Regions from separate parts of the Zea mays genome. Here region 2 is linked to region 1. The links are chromatin contacts, called in public Hi-C maps. All regions are on one chromosome and are shown on one strand. The core of a region is the stretch at or near the end of the contact, and the rest is flanking DNA. Distances in the headings are between cores, read along the strand shown.

What was found. Hi-C and Micro-C count contacts between places; a contact is called where the count stands out from the background.
Region 2: a contact with region 1 is called in a Hi-C map of tassel, with 4 times the contacts expected there. The contact joins the promoter of LOC100284215 here to the promoter of LOC100284278 in region 1. A contact is called at or near these places in 6 of 25 Hi-C or Micro-C datasets (bundle sheath, ear, leaf and 1 more).

What each region holds. Positions count from the first base shown.
Region 1 is chr9:8,162,333-8,169,598 of Zm-B73-REFERENCE-NAM-5.0, forward strand. LOC100284278 reads right to left here and starts at 3,494. Exons shown (of 4, transcript NM_001157173.2): 1 at 3,081-3,494; 2 at 2,861-2,962. The coding sequence starts at 3,372.
Region 2 is chr9:8,350,363-8,357,628 of Zm-B73-REFERENCE-NAM-5.0, forward strand. It overlaps LOC100284215, which reads left to right and starts at 4,245. Exons shown (of 2, transcript NM_001371981.1): 1 at 4,245-4,594; 2 at 4,692-5,195. The coding sequence starts at 4,396. The coding sequence ends at 4,957.

The DNA of each region.
Region 1 (7,266 bases), core at 2,244-4,743:
AACAGCGTAAATGGGTACAAATTTTATCGTACATCATCAATCTATTTCGTAACAACGAATGTGGCCTAAATTACGACGTCAAAATTGCGCTCCGATCGTGCTCGGGTTCTAGGTCAGGTGGATTTAAGCGTAAGACGTGATCCGAAACAGCGTAAATGGATACGAATTTTAGCGTAAATCAATGATCTGTTTTAAAACGACGAATGTGGCACTTGCTTTTTAGTGGAAGCGTAAAATGCAATAAAAAAGAACCCAAGACAAAATCTTTTTTTTTGCCGACCTATACATGCGACATGGGGGTGAATTAATAACTGAACGAACCCAAGACAAGAAAGAAAACGATGAAGCCATTTGTTGTTCCTGAATCTTGATCCGTCACGCTCACGCCCGGCCATGGAACTGAGGTCAGAAGAGTAGCCACTAGACAATACAGAGGGCACGGCGGTCAGAAGAACAAGAACTTGGACTTGGAGATGCATCTGAAGGGGAGCACGGTGTCGTTGGACCAGAAGAAGCGAAGCTGGCACGCCAGGCGCGTCCACTGGTCGACGCCGACGATCCCCGCGACCTTCCATCGCGTCTGGGCCTCCCCATCCACCCGGAACGGCACCACGCCGTTGCGGAGCGCGGCCTCCATGGCGGCGCTGCCGGCGTCGCCCAGCGGGGCGCCCTGCGCGCGCGCCACGTACGCCAGCGGGAGGACGCCCCTGGCGGGCACGCGGAACGGGTAGGCGCGGAGCACCGCCACGTACGGCACACGGGGCTGCAGCAACAGCACCACCACAAGGACGGCTACGGCGCCCAGCAGCACCACGACCGCCAGCACCATGAACAGCACCGCCGCCGCCCACTCCGCCGCGCCCGACCGGTGTCTCCTGAAGCTGTACCGCCGCAGACGCTGAGGCTCCTCCTCGCGCCCCCTCCACGACCGCCAATCCGCCGGCTGGAGAGCGCCGCGACGGCCGGGGCTCTCCTGCTCACGGGCGCCTACTCGCACGCCCGAGGGAATCGCCGCCGCCGCTAAAACCTAATCCCTGGCGGCGTGTGGGTGTTTTTATAGTGACGGCGTGGGACTGGATAATTGTGAGCGCGTGGGCAGGATCGTGGGCCCGATTCACGTAATATGCGCAGACTATATTTGCATAAACTGATACACACATCAGCATAACTTGTATTATAATTTAGCGTAAGCACAGATAGGTACAATAAGCCAAAAAGGGTTCGTGCGGTCTGCATACCTGGTCAGGGTTTCCTGTAGTTAAATAGAGCCCAGAGCTCTAAATACTATATACATATATATATATATATATATATATATATATATATATATATATATATATATATATATATATATATATATATATATATATTGACGCCTAATCGCCCAGTGGGATTGATCAGGCGATCTGAAAACAATAGTTGTTCGTGCCCATCTGATGTTACCACCTTCAGCACCTCCCCAGCCCCTATTTTGATATTCAATGACAGCGAGACTATACCCATGGAAGACAATGGCGCAACACCTAGCGGTTTAGTTGTTGCTGCCATTGTGCATGTTGCTCATGTAGGGTGCCATACATGCGTTGGAGTAGGCGTGACTACAACCACGACGCTTCAGCCTAGCGTTGCGAACGTAGGGCCCCCAACCCCCGCGGTACAGCGTACCGCTCCCTCGTCGACAATGGCCCGCTGTCGAATTGGCTCGTTCAAGAGGCTAGGGCAGCGTCCCTCCTGTCAGGTTGCCACGTCATTCCCATAACCGTTAGCTCATAGCTAGAATCGGATTTTTAGGAATCTATAATTGAATCAAATAGATCCTAGGTTTACTTCCCATGACTTCAATTAGATTTGAAGGTTAATACAGGATCTTGCGGGTTGGCTATCAACTATCAGCCAATGTCTCACTTCACTTGGAACAATAGCCAAATTCTTGGAAGATCTATAACATAGCCTATGATCTACAACTATAGGCAATTTTTCAATGATTTGAAGTTTGATCTTATAAGTTCATTGAAGTACATCACAACACGGGACTGCATCATGGCTGTGTTAAGAGGTGTTGTGCTTCAAACTTGGGTTGGATGGGACTTCAATCAACTACCAGAGTTCAAAGTTCTAACCGGTCGACTGCAAGAAACTTGGTCATCACAAGTTTTATGAAAATAGGTATTTAGCCAAAAGCCTTAATCAGTTGATACGTAAAAGGTAATGTCATAATCTTACTGTTGTTAGATCTGTTCAAAGATGTTTGGCAAAAGGGCCTCTAGCATAGTGGTTAAGGCTTTCGAGTAGCACCTCCAAGTCCCGGGTTCCATTATACTCGGGGGCGAATTTTCGGGCTTGGTTAAAAAAATCCCCTCGGTGTGCCCTCCGGTTGGGCCGTTGCAGAGTAGACGGTTGATGTCGGCCCGTTAGTGATGGGAGGCCAGGGTTCGGAGATTTTATTCGGCCGGGACCAATGCTTCAGTCTCTTAATATTATACTGGGACAAGTTTTTGGGTAACAAGGCTTAAAGAATTATTTTAAAACAAAGTAAACTTATGAAGATACTTAGCCAACAAAGCATAAAGCATATGGAAAGCTACACCAAAATGTTCATGTTGGCTTCTTTTATTGGGGCATCCTGCTTCCCCAGCTCTACAATCCCCAGACCAGACCTCAGCATAATTCTCAAAAGGTGTCTAGCACAGTACGCTTGCAACTTTATATATGTCGATTCTTTCCTTTGATCCTTAGAAAGGTTGCATCCTACCAATCCGTGCAGCTCAAGGAATGAATGAAGCAAAGAAACGAGCACATTGGACTCTTAGAAGGAAAGGAGAAGACCCTGCTATCGCTTGCAGGGCTGCTGAGATCTCACAGTGTTGCCACGTGTCGCGGCTGAGGCTCTCGACCAGCTTGGTGGTCTCCCCCCACGACTTCCCCCACCTTGACAGCGTCTCCCTCATCGCCTCCACGGCGCCTGATAATGGGCCAATACATACATAGTGGAAATCAGAAACGAAGAAATCTCCTCTAGATAAAAGAGCAATACAACCGCAAAGCTGACACAACGCGTCGAGCTAGCCGGTGGGTTTTACCCTTAGACGAGGATGCGGGCCCACGGGACACGTACTGGCTGGACTCCGCCGCGGCGGCGGCGTGCACGTGCGTCGGCGAGTCGGACGTGAGCTTCTCGCTCCAGGTGACCGTCTTGGGCGCCGGCGCTGGCGGCGGGGGCGGCGGATCGACCGTCTCAGCCGCCGGCGCCGGCGGGGGCGGGGGTGGATCGGATGCGGGGACGGCGGCGCGAGCAGTAGTGTCGGCCTGCGCGGTGGCGGCGGAGGTGGCGGCGTCGGCGGCCGGGTGCATCTCGGTCGCCGGCGGCTGCATCTGAGCTCTGAGGGATGTAGGCGCGGTGGTGGGGTCCAAGGAAATGGAAGCGGGGAGTGGGGTGCTGGGGGTGGGGAAATGGGGTAGCTCGTCGCAGAACGTGCGTGGGGTTGGCAACTAGTGGCCAGTGGTGTGGTGGGGGTCAAACCCGTTTCAGTTCCTTGTTGCAACAAAGTCGCAGCTGGCACGCGGCGCTACAATTACAACGGGCAACTGCGATCCGGTTTGCTTCGGACTTGGCTCACGTCTCCATTGGAGTATTATTTCGCCCAAGTTTTTATAAATAAAGAGTAAATATAGACTTAATTAGATTTAATAAATCCGTATATATAATTAGTTTTATAATTAAACTATATTTAATACTCACAATTAATATTTAAAGATTTGGTGTGATATAATCTAAACTTTAGCTAGTGGAACCTAATACATCTTTGTTCTACCATATGGTTCCAGAATCAACAAATATAGACCCTATTTGTTTCGGCTTCTAGCAGCTTCTGACCACTAAAAGTTGTTGTGAACTGACAAACGCTTAGCTTTTTAGCCAGCTTCTATAAAATTTGTTGGAGCAAAAACCATCTAAAATCAACATAAACACATAATCGGCTGAGTCGTTGTAATAGTAGAAATCCGTCACTTTCTAGATCCTGAGCCCTATAAAACAATTTTATCTTCCTCCACACGTAATCGTAATGATACTTAGATTCTTCTCACAGTCAGATTCTTCTCACAGCCAGATTTTAAAAAAAGCTGGTCAGAAAAAAGCTGAACCAAACAGGCCCATAATATGATGAGGTTCTAGAGGTGGGCGGGTTGGTGCTCATTCGGGTCATGCCACCACTGTTGTACTACCTTTAATGTCATACTAGCTGGATGCCCGTGTGTTGCAACGGGAATATATAATACCAGTATACTACGATAACTTATATACAAAATCTGTGTTATATTGTTATGAGAAAATGTTTCATAATCAATTTGTGATCCTAGCCATACATAAGTTTTGTTATTTTAATCTAGTTATTTCACCGCTACATTGCAACCATCAGTATCATGCAGACTTCGATATATGCCACGATTTGTATGGTCTCATCATTGGAGAGCACGAGCACGTTCCACACATGCCGGAAAAATTCCCTCGTACATCGTTAGTCATCAGACACGCACCACCATATGCTCTTGCTTAAACAAAAAGGTAAGTGTGTATGTGTTTGCGAAGAGAATTAAAGGCAGGCCGGCACAAAAGCTACCCTGACGGTGGCGAGGATGACGAACTGGTCACTGTTGTCGATCCTCCTCTGTATCACCTCCGGCGCCAAGATGACGCCACAATCCTCGATATAGTAGTCGTCGAACGCACGCGACATGACGAGTACCGATGACTCTTGGTTGGGCTGCCAAACGAAGTGCACCCCGGGCTCATCAGCGAGGTAGTACCCCTGACCGTTGCACCACCGAATGCGCTATTCCACTACATACATCATGTTCGAGGACACTCACACAACGTCAGCAACGTCCATCGTCCCAGCGCACAAGAATTCATGTCCGGTTAGTAGCGACTTACGTGGCAGGTTGGGCTTCAGGTGGACGATGAGCTGGACGGCGTGATGGCGTCGTCGTCGAATGCGGTGTCCAGAACAACCCGAGAGTCGTCGACGTTGGCGACAACCATGAGGCCCCCCTGCTTAACGATGGACAGCGCGGTGCAGCTGCTCTGGACCGCGTCCAAACGGCGGCTTCGCGGGAGCTTGTCGTACACAGCGGCGCATGCGACCACGTAAGACTGCTTTTAGAGGTCGAACCGACAGTCGCCAAGCTTCTTCTCGTCATCGATGAGCGACGACAACACGAATGCCTCCTGCTCATGGAGTTTGTTCGGGGTTTGAAGTAGGAAACATGGATTCATGCTTGGCGTTGGTTTATGAAAATGACTCACAAGTCTGATCCATGGAAAAAAATATTACGAAGAAAAAATTTCACACATGCAAAAAAGGGAATTTAAGTATAATGCATTATTCAAACAAAAGAAATAGCATGCAAAGCTCTTCTTTAAATAATATTACCTCCATCCAAAAATATAATTCAAGAATATCGGTGATACTTATCTACTACTACGCATTGTGCAATGGTAGCAAGTGAGCTTGGAGAGAGATATAGTAGATGTGTTTCCTGTCATAGATGTAGACATAAACACATATAGGTGGGTGCTCGTGCGTTGCAACGGAAACATTTAATATCATGATAACTTATGAACAAATGTGTGTTATACTGTTATGTGAAAATGTTTCGTAATTAATTTGTGATCCTAGCCATACATAAATTTTGTTATTTCAATCTAACTATTTCATCACTACATTGCAACCAACAGTACCGTGCAGACTTCTATACATGATAGCTGAATGCCCGTGCGTTGCAACGGGAATATATAATACCAGTATACTACGATAACTTATATACAAAATATGTGTTATACCGTTATTGAGAAAATGTTTCATAATCAATTTGTGATTCTGGCCATACATAAATTTTGTTATTTATAATCTATCTGTTTCACCACTACATTGCAACCATCAGTATCATGCAGACTTTGATATATATCACGATTTGTATGGTCTCATTATTAGAGAGCACGTTTCACACATACCGGAAGAAATTCTCTCGTACATCGTTAGTCATTGACACGTACCACCATACGCTTTTGCTTAAACAAAAAGATAAGTGTGTGTTTGCAAGACTAATGGTCAAACATCGTATAACCACAAAGTTAGAATACTATATTAATATATTAAATAAATTAATCCAATAGACATAGATTAACACAATTAACATAGGATAAATAAATATCTAATTATAAAAGTATGAAACATGGTATAATCAATGTTGTTACTGCGTAGTAAATATTCATACGAGACTAACACAACTGGAACGATTCAATTTGGAATTAAAATGTGGAAGTTACGAATTTCCAAAGTTTCTATGTATTTGATATAGGATTAATTAGGAAATCAATTTTATTGTTGTTTTCATGACAAAACAGAGGTATTATGTGATAAAAATAATATTATAGAATTATAGAAATTGGAATGAACTCATTTGGATTTAATATGAAATTTCCATGAATTAAATGGGTTTCTGCAATTATTTTTAAACTAAAAATCAATTTCTAAACTCCTTTTCCCTATTTTCTTTATTTCCTGGACTGCGTCCCAAATTCCAGAAAGATCAGGGGCCAAGCTATAAATGTTTTTCTAGACTCAGTGAGCATACAGAGTGGACGGTGGGTTAAACACAAAAGACGTTTTAGTTGAAGTTGTACACAATTCAACATGAGTCATGTTGGCTAGAGGGTGAAAGGCTAGTCATGGATCTCAATAGATCCAAGGTTTGATCCCTAGGCAGCCACGATTTGATTTTTTTTTCTGCGCGCAGAAAACTGGTGTGCGGGATTGGACGGCTGAGATTGTAGAACGATAGAATGGACGGCTGAGATTGTAGAACGATAGAATGGACGGCTGAGATTGTAGAACGATAGAATGGACGGCTGAGATCGCAGAATGGCAGAACACAAAAAGGCAGGCTACTATTGCTAACTTAATAAGTAGTAGAGATTATTTATCGTTTATGATAATGATACAATCTCCAAAATATAGCTTTAACCATGTTTTTTATTAAAATACCAAGAAAACTCTTAATATATTTATACTTCTATAAAAAGTACTTTTTAAGATAAATCAATGCATATAAATATTAGGTTTCAAAACTAAATAACAAAACCGCTATTTGTAGTCAAAATTTTATAAGTTAACTTAAATCATGTCTAAAACGACAAATAATATGACACAAGAGCAAATACATGAATAGAACATAAGGCTATGGACATGTTCAATTGTATAGTTA
Region 2 (7,266 bases), core at 2,995-5,494, 190 kb after region 1:
ACCACTTACAAGAGCTAGGCATTCAATACAAGACACACCCAAGTGATCAAATCCTCTCCCAATTCCACAAAAGCTTTAGTGACTAGTGAGAGTGATTTGTTGTGTTCTTTTGAGCTCTTGCGCTTGGATTGCTTTCTTCTTTCTCATTCTTTCTTGAGATCAATACTCACTTGTAACCGAGGCAAGAGACACCAATTGTGTGGTGGTCCTTGCGGGGAAGTTTTGTTCCTGGTTGATTTGAGAAGAGAAAGCTCACTCGGTCCGAGGGACCGTTTGAGAGAGGGAAGGGGTTGAAAAAGACCCAGCCTTTGTGGCCTCTTCAACGGGGAGTAGGTTTGCGAGAACCGAACCTCGGTAAAACAAATCCGTGTGTCACACTCTTTGTTCGCTTGCGATTTGTTTTGCACCCTCTCTCATGGACTCGTTTATATTTCTAACGCTAACCCGGCTTGTAGTTGTGATTAACTTTGTAAATTTCAGTTTCGCCCTATTCACCCCCCCCCCCCCCTCTAGGCGACTTTCAAATATAAAAACAAATAAAAAAGATGTATACTGGTCACTTTGTCGAGTGTTACACTTGGCAAAGAGGGTCTTTGTCGAGTGTCAGGTCATAGCACTCGACAAAGTACCTGTCGGGGACCATAATTAGGGGTACCCCCAAGACTCCTAAACTCGGCTGGTAACCACCATCAGCACAAAGCTGCAAAGGCCTGATGGGCGCGATTTAGGTCAAGGCTCCATCCACTCAAGAGACACGATCTCGCCTCATCCGAGCCCAGCCTCGGGCAAGAACAGCAGACCCAGGTGGATTCACGTCTCGCCCGAGGGTCTCCTCAAGCAACGGGCGCACCTCTGACTCGCCCGAGGCCCAGCTCGGGCAGGCTTCGCGGAGAAGCAACCTTGGCCAGATCGCCTCACCAACCGACCGTATCGCAGGAGCATTCAATGCAAGGATCGCCTGACACCTTATCCTGACGCGCGTTCCTCAGTCGACAGGGCCGAAGTGACCACAGTCATTTCGCCCCTCCACTGACTGACCTGACAGGAAAACAGCGCCGCCTGCCCTGCTCCGACTGTTGTGCCACCCGCCAGGGTGAGGCTGACAGCAGGCAAGTCCAGCCTCAGGCGCCATAGGAAGCTCCGCCTCGCCCGACCCTAGGGCTCGGCCCCCGCCTCGACCTCGGACGACGGACTCCGCCTCGCCCGACCCAGGGCTCGGACTCAACCTCGACCTCGAACGACGGACTCCGCCTCGCCCGACCCCAGGGCTCGGACTCAACCTCGACCTCGGACGACGGACTCCGCCTCGCCTGACCCCAGGGCTCGGACTCAACCTCGACCTCGGAAGACGGTCTCCGCCTCGCCCGACCCTAGGGCTCGGACTCAACCTCAACCTCGGAAGACGGTCTCCGCCTCGCCCGACCCCAGGGCTCGGACTCAGCCTCGACCTCGGAGGACTCACCGCCTCGCCCGACCTCGGGCTCGGACCGACCACGCCGCAGGGGGGTACATCATTACCCTACCCCTAGCTAGCTCAGGCTACGGGGAACAAGACCGGCGTCCCATCTGGCTCGCCCCGGTAAACAAGTAATGATGGCACCCCGCGTGCTCCATGACGACGGCGGTTCTCAGCCCCTTACGGAAGCAAGGAGACGTCAGCAAGGACCCGACAGCCCCGACAGCTGTGCTTCTACAGGGCTCAAGCGCTCCTCCGATGGCCACGACATCACATGAACAGGGCACCAACACCTCTCCAACAGCCACGTCGGCATGTACATAGGGCTCTGGCTCCTCTCTGCTAGACACGTTAGCACATTGCTACACTCCCCATTGTACACCTGGGCCTTCTCCTTACGTCTATAAAAGGAAGGTCCAGGGCCCTCGTACAGGTGGTGGCCGCGCGGGAGAACGGGCTGATGGACAGACTCTCGCTCTCTCTCTCTCTCTCTCTCTCTCGCGAACGCTTGTAATCCCCTAATGCAAGCGCATCCGCCCTGGGTGCAGGATAACATGAGCCGCGGTTCCCTCTTTTGTTCCCCCTTGTGTTCCATCTCGCGCCGACCCATCTGGGCTGGGACACGCAACGACAATTTACTCGTCGGTCCAGGGACCCCCCGAGGTCGAAACGCCGACAGTACCAATACGTGGGCACCGGTATAGTTTCTTTGCCGAGTGTGCTGGCCCTGGCACTCGGCAAAGAGACACGCTTTGCCGAGTGCCACAGAGAGCACTCCGCAAAGAAGCCGACAAAGGGACCCGCTGACGGATCCTTTGCCGAGTGCCAGGGCCAGCACACTCGGCAAAGGTAACTTCTTTGCCGAGTGTCTCCTAATACACTCGGCAAAGACGCCGTCTCTGTCACCCCGGCGCCGTGACAGCGACTTTTCTTTGCCGAGTACTGCTTGGCACTCGGCAAAGTCTGTGCCGAGTGTCGAAAAAAATTACTCGGCAAAGAAGACTTTGCCGATGTACTGTTCGCCGAACCCTCATTGCTGAGTGCGACACCCGGCAAAGCCTTTACCGAGTGTTTTTCAGGCAGGCACTTGGCAAAGCGGTCGATTCCGGTAGTGATATATATACGACGCTAGACATGCACCATGCATTACCACAAGCAAGTAAACACAAATTAAGTGCCGAAACAGTGTGTTGTTAATGGAGTCATGATGGGCACGCTACGAGATCGATGATTGAGCTCCGCACATTGTAGCCCCTGCTTGCATTGTCTTGCAAGCCACGTACTGCGCGCACCACCGAAACGCTTGTACATGTGGACGACGACGACGACATCACGTATTCACGTACGTACGCGACGCGAACTAGCTATAACACAGCGCGTAGAAGCGCATGTGCAGTGCAGTTTCACGCGCGTGGGTGGTACACGCAGTCTGTAGTAGTGTAGTGTAAGCAGCTGACCCTGACCTCTCGCATGTGAAACGATGGAAGAACACTCGAATACAACAGCTCACTCGACGATCATGGTGCCGTACGCTTTCCGGGTACCACACCACGCGCTGCGGAGTACAGACGCGGAGAGAGAGAGGGGCTAGACACAGGAGGGGTGACGCCGGCGTGACGCTGAGAGTGAGTGAGCGCGCGCGCGCTGTTCTTCCGGCAGTTCTTGGCGGCAACGCTGCTGGAAGCAAAGCAAGCAAGCCCCCCACCCCGTGTGATCCCGCTCAATAACGTACTACGCTGTGATTGTTGGAACGTGCACGCATTATATTACAGAGACCGGCAAATCAAAACCCGTGGCCGTGTGTCTGCATCCCAAAGGCCAAAGCTAAGCTAAAAACATTTCTATAGAGAGAGAGCACACTGAAGTTAGTTTCAAAGGTAAGCGATTTTCGGGTACAGTACAGTACAGCGCACTCCAACTCCAACAAGCTAGCGCGGGCGCGAACAAAATGGTCGGTCGGATCCCGTGCCGAGGACGTCGTCGTCGTCGACGAATAGTTATTGACCGCCGTATTGCCACAAGCTGACCTGAGCGTCTGACGGACGGTGGTCGGTCGGTCGTGATCCACAATCCACACAAAAGCTAATTACTGAAATTAAGAAGGTAGCTAGCACTCTCAGCATGACGTGATCATGAAGCATGCATGCATCGGGACGATCGACGACGATTATACAGGTAACCTATGTTGCTTCCAGTTAATTACATGCGACTGATCGGCTAGCGGCCGGCCTAATCATGTCGCACCCCGCACCCAAGGGAAAATAACACAAAACACGCGCACCCTTCCGCGCGGCGGCATAACGTCGAAAAGGCGACGGCAAATTAAGCGTAGGGCGCAACAGCGTAGAGTATATCTGGAGTAGGAGAGTAGCTAGCTTATTAGCTAGTAGATGATGTGCGGAATTCCACCTCCCACCAACCCCCGGCCGCGCGGCCCAGCGAACACCGCCACTAAGCACGCTGATCGCGCTAATGGCGCACCAATGCAAGCAATGGCCAGCCTTGTGTTTTCACGCCAATGCAAGTGGGTGTCGCTTTAACCGAAAACTACGTCGTCGTCGTCGCCGGCCGATCGATCGTGTGATCCGGAGCCAACGACTTGGCCCGGCACGTCACCCCTTTTTTCTTCTTCCAGCGAGCTCTCTCCTGCCATGGAGGAGCGGTCAACTTTGCGACATCATTACGCGCGCGTCCTCCTGACTGGTGATCAAGCAAGTCCAGCAGCCCGGCCACCTGAGCCTGATGCAGGCTATATATATATATACACCGTCCCATGCCATTGCCCGCCACAAACACAACCGAACGACGAAGCGTCCGACGATCCAATAGGGCCGGCTAGCAAGTGCATGCACACGCGTAGCAGCTAATAACTGCCTGTGTGACATATAGAGAGGCAGCTACCGACTACCGTACGGTCGAGAGAGAGATAGCTTAGATCGATGGAGGCGAGGAGGAGCAGCGCGGCGCTCGTATCCGTGGCCGCCGCCGCCGCCGCCGTCGCGCTGCTGCTGGTGCTCGCCGCCGAGCCGTCCCGAGCGGAGCGGTTCGTCGTCGGCGACGCGGCGCGGTGGACGTGGGGGTACAACTACACGGACTGGGTCATCAGGAAGGGGCCCTTCTTCCAGAACGACACCCTTGGTGAGTTTGAGAGCACCAACGTTCTTCCCCTGCTGTGTAATAAGTTTATTGTGGTATGCTATGAACTGAACACACACACACACATATACATATGCAGTGTTCATGTACGACCCGCCGAACGCGACGGTGCACGCGCACAGCGTGTACCTGATGCGCACCGCCGCGGACTACCAGTCGTGCAACCTCAAGGCGGCCAAGCTGGTGGCCAGCGTCACGCAGGGCGCCGGCTCCGGCTTCGAGTTCGTGCTCCGGAAGCGCAAGCAGCACTACTTCGTGTGCGGCGAGCGCGGCGGCATCCACTGCACCATGGGCCAGATGAAGTTCGTCGTCAAGCCCAAGAGCTCTGCCTGCCGCGACGACTGACTGACACGCCGCCGGACGCCGATGTCGGTGCGCGTACGTGTGGCCTCGATCTCGTCCTGTCTTTGTTCGATCTCTGCATGCCGCCTTCTCAGTCAGATCATTCCTCCTGTCCAATTGTTGCGCCCTGCTTGTAAGTTATTATTACTATCAGTCGGTGTGGATTTACTCAGTGTGTTGACGTATGATTCGTGCTGTCTGATACACCAGTGTTTATGGATGAAAAGGTTGGTTCAATAAATTAGTGAGTCTTTGTTTCTGAAGTCTCAAGTGTCGTTACTCGTTAAGAGCTAGTAATTTCACAACTCCATTTTTTCAAGAGATTTTTATTTTCCTAGGAGAAAATAAATTAATTTCCTCTCGGAAAATAGAAACTGTCAAAAGAAGTCAGGCACACTTCCTACAAATACAAGTCGCTAGAGAGGACTCCCTGAAAATGGTTGCGGGTTTCAGCCAAACTTTTTTTTAGCAGAAATGGTTCTGCTGAAGGTCACCGGACCCAGCTGATTCTGAAGTCTGTTTGCCAAAGCCTAGGCACGCTCTCCGTCATCCTGCACTACCTCTACAATGACAACTCTCAAGCAGGTCCATCGCTTCCACTATCCGTCCATGTGACGGCATCAGCTCTACACCCCTTCTTCATCTCCAAAACAAGATTCATGCCCCCATCCACACTTCCATGCCTGCAGAGGCAGCCGATCAGCGCAGTGTAGTGTAGCTCACAGCATCTAGCACCACACCAGCATTCCTCATCTCCTGAAACACCGACCTCGCTGCCTCAATGTCTGCTAGTGCCCATTAACCAGCGCGACATAATTGAAGGCACTGAGCTCACATTCGTTCTTCCTCAAAATTCCAAAGATTGTGCGAGACTTATCCACCTGCCGGAGTCTACAGAACCCACCGATGATCACATTGTACAGCAGCTGATCAGGGACAAATGCGGTCCTTGGCGATAATCTCCTCCAATAAGCTCAAAGCCTTCCATTATCTTACCCCCCACGGCAGAGCCCACCGATCAGTGTTTAATATGTGACCAGGCTCGGCGGGTGTCCTCGCGCATTTCGTCGAGCACTTTGAAGACGGGCTCCAACTCGCCGTTTTTGGCACAGTGCCTGATGAGGATGTTGTAGACGCATCTCGCCTGTGTTCTTGGAGCCTGTCGAGGGCACCGTGGCAGCAGCCGCGGAGGAGACGAGGCGGTCGGTCGAGGCAGACTGCGCCTTGTGTGACACGCGGCTCGTCAGTCGTCACTCGTACGAATCAGCGCGGCAGCAAGCGGAGGAGGGCGAGCGCGTGGTCGGGCGGGAGGCGGCGGACGAGCGGAAGCAACTGCAGCTCCAGGAACCGGCAGGGCTCGGAGGCGGCGGCGCGCGAGGCGGACGAGGAGCGCCGAGAAGATGGCCGGCGTCTGGGAGAAGCCGCGCTGGGAGGAGGCCGCGTTGAAGAGGTCGAGCGCGCGCTCCGGGGAGGGGGAGGACGCGATGAGGTGCGCAAGTTCCGAGTGGTGGAGGTACCGCAATGTTAGCGTAGTGGGTACTGGGTAGAGAGGAAGAGGATTGGAGACGAAGAAGGCGAACGAGATGCAGAGAAGAGAGATAGTATGTGACGGAATCAGCTTTCTGTTCTTTGTTATCTTCCTCCCGTATCGTAATGCCCCTTGTATGGAAACGTTGCTGCCTAGTACAGCCCAGGTCCACCTAGAGATGTTAGCGTGTGTTTGGTTTGAGGTTAAAATGAAATGAGTTGGATCAACATCTTTCGATTTTTTAGATCACGTCGTCACTAAAAACTACTTTAGAGTTTACATCGTCCCTGCGTGACTCTCATTAAAACACTATTGAAACAGTGGTCACCATATTCCATCTCTCTATATACATCTAACCAAACACACCCTTATTATGTCTATTACATGGCTCAAGTTGGCCCATGATACTTTGTATTAAGTTTCTTTTTCCGCCTTGGCCTATTCTCGTGAACTCCAGCTTTCCGCGCCCTTTCTTCATCTATCTTTTAGGTTGCTCGTGTCTTCAGTTTCCTCCGTTGACAACAGCTCCTTGCTTGACGCCGACACATCCTCTGTGCTCTCCTGTGTAGTGGAGCTAACATTCCCCACTCCTTAAAATACGGCTTGCCCCTAAGCCGCTGATGGTGTAGAACCAGCTTCTTCAAGTGTGTAGAGAACCGTAGCTACATGTTTAGCCTCGATATCAGCCTCTTGAATCACTCTGGTAGTATATGAAGACGATGCCATTCTGTGAACGGGTAGAATTCCTTTGCTTAAGTGGTTTCACTTAAGTGTTTTTGATATA